Regions from separate parts of the Urocitellus parryii genome. Here region 2 is linked to region 1. The links are chromatin contacts, called in public Hi-C maps. All regions are on one chromosome and are shown on one strand. Each heading gives the region's core, a stretch centred on a gene start, on an enhancer-like site or on the middle of the called end of the contact. The rest is flanking DNA. Distances are from core to core; before and after follow the strand shown. Region 1 holds the start of Tbc1d15 (TBC1 domain family member 15). Region 2 holds the start of Zfc3h1 (zinc finger C3H1-type containing).

Evidence for each region. A called contact is a pair of places that touch in the nucleus more often than the background predicts.
Region 2: a contact with region 1 is called in a Hi-C map of muscle, with 4 times the contacts expected there. The contact joins the promoter of Zfc3h1 here to the promoter of Tbc1d15 in region 1. A contact is called at or near these places in 2 of 2 Hi-C or Micro-C datasets (liver and muscle).

Annotation. Positions count from the first base shown.
Region 1 is chr5:45,308,492-45,311,490 of mUroPar1.hap1, reverse strand. Tbc1d15 (TBC1 domain family member 15) reads left to right here and starts at 1,531. Exons shown (of 18, transcript XM_026386674.2): 1 at 1,531-1,608. The coding sequence starts at 1,579.
Region 2 is chr5:45,474,926-45,477,865 of mUroPar1.hap1, reverse strand. Zfc3h1 (zinc finger C3H1-type containing) reads right to left here and starts at 1,371. Exons shown (of 34, transcript XM_077798447.1): 1 at 519-1,371. The coding sequence starts at 1,116. It overlaps Thap2 (THAP domain containing 2), which reads left to right and starts at 1,443. Exons shown (of 3, transcript XM_026386601.2): 1 at 1,443-2,034. The coding sequence starts at 1,964.

The DNA.
Region 1 (2,999 bases), core at 282-2,781:
AGCAAAGGTTTAGTATTCTTTGAGATGTAAACAGGTGATTTAAATTAAAAGTGCAGCAGGCAGTAGATGTATGGGAGTATAGTTTAGGAGAGCCGCCTGGGCTGGAGATATTTGGGTGTTAATGGCACATGGGAGGTGACCATGCCAGAATATAAGGATAAAGGCCCAGGAACAGTGTTTGGAGAAAAAGGTAAAGAGGTCTAAGGATAGTTTGTGGGTAGTGCCAGCATTTGAGAGCTGTTGGAAGATAAGTCAATAAGAAGCCTTCAGTTCCCAAGCTTCTTATATACAGCTACCATTTATTGAGCTTCTATTTCTGACACTGTGCTAAAAGCATCAACTTTTCTCCAAACACAGGGTATATTTTTCTCTAACCACACCCCTTTTCTTGCAGGTGAGTCTCTTTCCTGATTCCATGCCTGGCTTGGGCCTGGGGGTCCTGGCCTTGATTGGAATCTCTGAGACCTAGAGTTCAGCCTTCCTAGTGGTGCTACACATTCACTTCTATCTTGGATTGTGCCACCTCCCTCGGTGACTAGGTTCCTAATAGTCACAGACCCTGCGACCCATCTTTTCTGCTATTCCCTTGGATTCCCATTTACTTTAAAAGCCTTTAACTTCTCTCTCCACTGGGTGAACAGAGAATCACTTCAACAGGGTCGGGGCAGGTGTTTTTGGTGCACAGGGACTTTTTATTCTGTTCTGGGCCTGGAGAAGCCCCAGATCCTGTACCAGAGCTATCAAAGAGTAGCGATTAATCATTCTCTGCGTTCTTTTACAGGACTGAGAATAAATTATTTTAATATCCTTACAAACCTGTTACCATACGTGCATTGTCTTAAGAGATTCACTACAATCACTCCATGCATAATTCCCACTTTGTATTCTGAAGCGGGGATGCATTTAGAAAATTACTTCAAGTCACACAGCTGTTAAGCAACTGAAGCAGTGACTCTAAATTATGGGCCTTAACTCTGGACCCAGGAGGGCTTGGTATACTCAGTTCCTACAGAAATACCTTGCTCAAAGTTATGTGTGAGTGGCAGTAACCAGACTCAAATTCAGAAACCTTGAATTCAGAGGGGTTAAAGTCTCTTGTGAGTGCATCTCAGTCAGAGAGCTGGCGGTTCTTTATCTTCCCGGATAGCTCACAGCAACGCTATGCTGATTTTACTAAGGTTTAGAGTGTGTTGAAGACTTGCTATGGCCACAAAGCCTGGACCATGATTGCTGGCTCCAAATGTGATGTTCTTTTTATCACACCAAAGATAAGAGGCCCGCCCTTCTAACCGCTGTAGGTGCGAAGTCTCGCCTCTAGGTTAACCCCCAATACAAACTACAGCTCATTTAAGAGGCGCCGCAGGAAAAAAAAGCTGGCACAGGTGAACTGTTGCACCAGAATCCGGCTTCCTCAGCGCGCATGCGTCAGGAGGCTCCTCTCGCCCCTCCCCTCGCACGATTCCCGCCACTCCCCGCCCCTTTCCCGCCCGGACGTCCTTTTAGTTTTGCCGGATGTTGTTGTGAATTCGAGAGACACGTGAGGTACGGCGACGTCATCACCAGGCACGCGCAGGAAACATGGCGGCGGCGGGTGTTGTGAGCGGGAAGGTGAGTAACGGCCCCAGGGAACACTCCCGGTTTTCTCCGAGACACGGGTGCTTTTGGTGGCTGGGTCCCGGCAGGGGAGGGGAAATGAGGGCTTATCTGCGTCGGGAACAGCCCGTGGCGGATGTAGAAGAGGAGGACTGGGTTTCGTCAGCTGTTTCCCCCGAATGCCGGTTCAGCCAGGGAGTAAGAGCCACCTAGGCCTTGGCTCTCTATGCTCTGCTTTGCACCAGAGCCAGGTGGTTTTCGTTTGTATTATTTTTATTTAGGGACAGGTGGCTCTCTAGTGCGGGGGAGGGGCTTCCTGACTCTAGTTCTGTCTACTCTTGACTCCAACGTCTTTTCTCTCTTTGAGACGGTAACCAGACCTGCAGGTGTCTTTATTTGCTTCCCTCTGGTGAAGGCTTCTATGCTACCTTCGGGAGGACTTGAGTAGATGCTTTGCAGCTGTGCACTTAGTAGAAGAGAGCCTGTTGGGTCCATTTTACAAATTACCGATTTTTGTGATGGTTGTCAGCAGCAAGATATGTTTCCGTAGAGAGAACTGGAAATTTGCACCATCCCATGCTTGTCTGTAAAGGAATTTGTTGAATCATTTATTTCCTAGATGTCTCCGGAGTGATTCCATGGGGGTATCTGTCGTGCTGTTTCACAGAGTGTAGGCAGTGACATCCTCCTAGTTCGGTAGGAACTAGGTGTGGAAGAGATTTCGTTGTGTATTGCCAGTTCAAGTTCCAAGGGCACAGTTTATGCATGTTTAGGGCTGTCAGTTTTATGACATGCAACTAGCAGCATTTCCCAGAGTTTGGGTATATCCTAAACAGCTGGGGCTGATTAGTAATGACTCATAGAACACTAAGGGCTGTTTACTCCTTTTAGAGAGCTTCCTCTGTTCCTTGAGTTTCACTCATACTCTCCCTGCTGCATTCCTTTCCATTTTGAATTATTTGATACCTTTGTGGTTTGATCTATGGAGTAGACTAGGTGGCAGAATAACAAATATGATCTTCTTTCTGCTGTTCAACAGAAGTGTGACCTTGGGAAATTGGGCAGTTACGACTGCTCTGTTCTTCATATGCTTAATCGGCAGAATGGTAGTGATGCTAATAATTATTTCTTGTATTAGAGTACTTAGGAGTACATAAAACTAAAACATGAAATAGATTACATCTTTCATGTACTGCTTCTTTTAAATAATAGATTGGACATCCTTTTTTGGATTGTTTGTTCTTACCAATTTTTGTCTTTTTTATTCAAGATAGATGCTGATCTTCTGCTTAACTTTCTTAGAAAGTTATCTTATTTAATTTTCCATTTGGGTGAGCCAATCCAGCTCTTTCCAAGAAGAGATGCTTTCTATTTAAACTACACCCCGCCAACCCTCGTTTCAGGCT
Region 2 (2,940 bases), core at 122-2,621, 170 kb before region 1:
TCCTTTTTCTTTTCCACTTTAAAAGGTAGCAGTGGGAAAGAATAACTCAAAAAAGGCTTTTAAAAAAGGAATTATCAGAATGATAGGATTATGCCGAATCAGACTTCACAATTTCCAATGTCAAAGTGCACACAATTCAAGTAACAGCATTCCCCAAACTGTTTACTATTTTTCATCCAACAATCTTAAGTCAAATTCACTTGAAATACTTACTGTACTAGTTTTAAAAAAATGCTAATGAAAACTTGTGCTTCTTACAATACTGATTTGATCGTATTTGATTCTATAGCTTTCAATCCATAACACATTTAATGTTAAAAAGCAATCTACCCAATAAAGCAATCTAAGAAACACTGCTATAGGGTGACACATGGAAATTACCAAAGAACAACTTACTTTAAGTATACTGACACAAGAACAAATAAGCGGTTCTGAAAAGTTACACTCATAGACCTAGTAATGACGCTTAAGGGAACTTTGAGTGACACACCCAGGGCAGATCGCCACGTTAAGGATACAGCTCTTCCGAGGTGGAGAGGGCTCTCGCCAGCTCTGACTACTGCTGAATCCGGATCCTGCTCCTCCTCCCAGAGGAGGTCTGCCCCCCGGCTTGCCGCCTCGGTCACCCCCGCCTCGCCCCCGACTCCAGCGACTACCACCCCGGTAAGGCCTGCCTCGAAAGCGGAAACGGTCCAAGGCGATGTGGCTGCGCTCCCAGAAAGACGGCCGCGGGCTGCTTTCGGACAGTGAGCTGGAAGGCATCCGCACCGAGGGCGGATGAGACCGGAATGGTTCTTTGGGTCGGTAGCTGCTATGTCCCCTGAGGTGGCCCCGTTCAGAGACGTGCCGCGAGCGTGAGAAATTCCTCAGCTGCTGCTGAGAAGAGGACGATGACGAGGAAGAGCCACCGCCTCCGCCGGATCCACCACCCCGGGCCGGGTGAGGAGGCCTTCTCCGCGGATAAGGTAACAGGCCGCCGCCACTGCTGCTGCTACTACTCCGGCTCCGTGTCTGGCTGTTGTTATCGTCATCGCTGATCTCCCCATCTTCAAGCTCCCCTTCTTCCTTCGGCGAGAGGCCACTGGAGGCCGGGGCCGAAGTATCAGCGGTCGCCATCCGGGGAGCAGCACCTTCCACACAACCTTAGCCCTCCGTCCGGGATCCGCCCGACAACTGCCTTTCTCCTCGGCTCCTTTCTTTACTAACAGACCCGATAGGTGAGGCCTTACCGTACTCAAGACACCTAGCGGGCTCTGCTCCCCAACTTGCCCGCACCCCAGCTCTTTCTCGCCGGACCGTCGCAAGCCAGTTCCCTCTCCTAGCGCCCCCTTGCTCCTCCGCGATCAGGGCTCTTCCGCCTCGCGAGATGGGGGCAGTGGAAGTGGCGGTGTCCGAGACGTCACTTCCTACAGCACGCAGGAAACGAGGTTCCCAGCTCACGCGATACTGACGACTATCGCAGTGCTCGCCGAGATATGTAGTCTCTCGCCTGTCATCGGGTTCGCCCTTCGGGTCTACGGTTCACACCCACCCCAGGCTAGGAATTGGGACAACTGGGTGCTTGCCGGGGTGGGCGGACCTGCTTATTGTAGATGTCAGAACGTTTCTTGGTAATCCGAGGGGAAAACACCTCTGTCTTTCAATTGCTCCGAGGACCACTGTCAAAGATACTCCCTTCTGGGAACCGGGGAGGGGGGTCCGCCATATTGGTGAAGGCAGACGAGAGCGCCTAGAGCTCCAGGATGGTTGGCTCTGCGGGCGCAAATCCGCCATATTATTAAAGAGAAAGGGAAGGTTGACCCTCCTTTGCAACCCTCCTTCCATACACACCCATTTTCCCACCCTGCTTTCGCGACTAAGCTTGCTGGGCCTTTCGCTTGCCTCAGTTGTCTAGCCTTTGTCGGAAGAAAGCTTAGCAGCTCAGAACAGGCTTAAGATAGCACCGAATGAGGGGTAAAGGGAAATGCCGACCAATTGCGCCGCAGCGGGCTGTGCAACTACCTACAACAAGCACATTAACATCAGCTTCCACAGGTAACCTGGGGAGGGAGTGGGGGTGACGGAAATGGGAGATGCTAGTCTGAGTATTGCTTGTGTAGAAGGAACAGGAGAATTCTAATTTTTACCAACTTTCCCAACTAGTAACAAGGAAGACATCATTTTTGTCCATTGTGTTTCTCAAATCTGTCCAATTTTTCCCTCAGGGAAAGTTTTACTCGTTTTCTAAAAGCAATCCAAGTACTGTACGGTGACTACTCCTTAGAGAAAGTGACAGCAGGATACCTTAATTTTCCACTCTTTTTGCTCCTAAATATTAGTCCATGTCTTGATAAGAATGACGCCATAAGGGAGAGGATCTTACTCCCTTCCAGTCAACAGTCGCCTTTTGAAAAGCCTGCTATGTTCCCATTAAAACTGGAGAATTCTCACTAGCTGAACTGACATGGGAAGCATTTAAATTTCTAATAGACACACACACACACACACACACACAATAACTGCGGAGGAACTGAGTCATAATTGATAGCTATAAAATAAAGCAATTAGTGAAAGAGCAAAAGATAAGTAAGCTTTCTTGAACAGAGAAATAGAAAGAACCGAGGCCTTATTTCTCCTTCCGTTTGCTGGAAAAGCAATCCAAATTCTTTAACTCTGTCAAATCAGAACTCTTGAAGGCACTTTGAAGACTGCCTGGCATATAATAGGTACTTGGTACATGTTCATGTTCTCTTCAGGTGCCTTCCACCTGCCCAAACAAAAGAAATATTAAAAAGTTAAATGAAAACAATTCTGATTTTATATACCTCAGAACTTATATAATATCAGTATATAGAAAATCATATCTTTAACCTTTTCCCGACTTCACTATTACTAAAAGCACACCCATTACTAAAGCTACCATTAAAAAAAAAAAATTCTTGTGATGTTTGTTTTTAAACT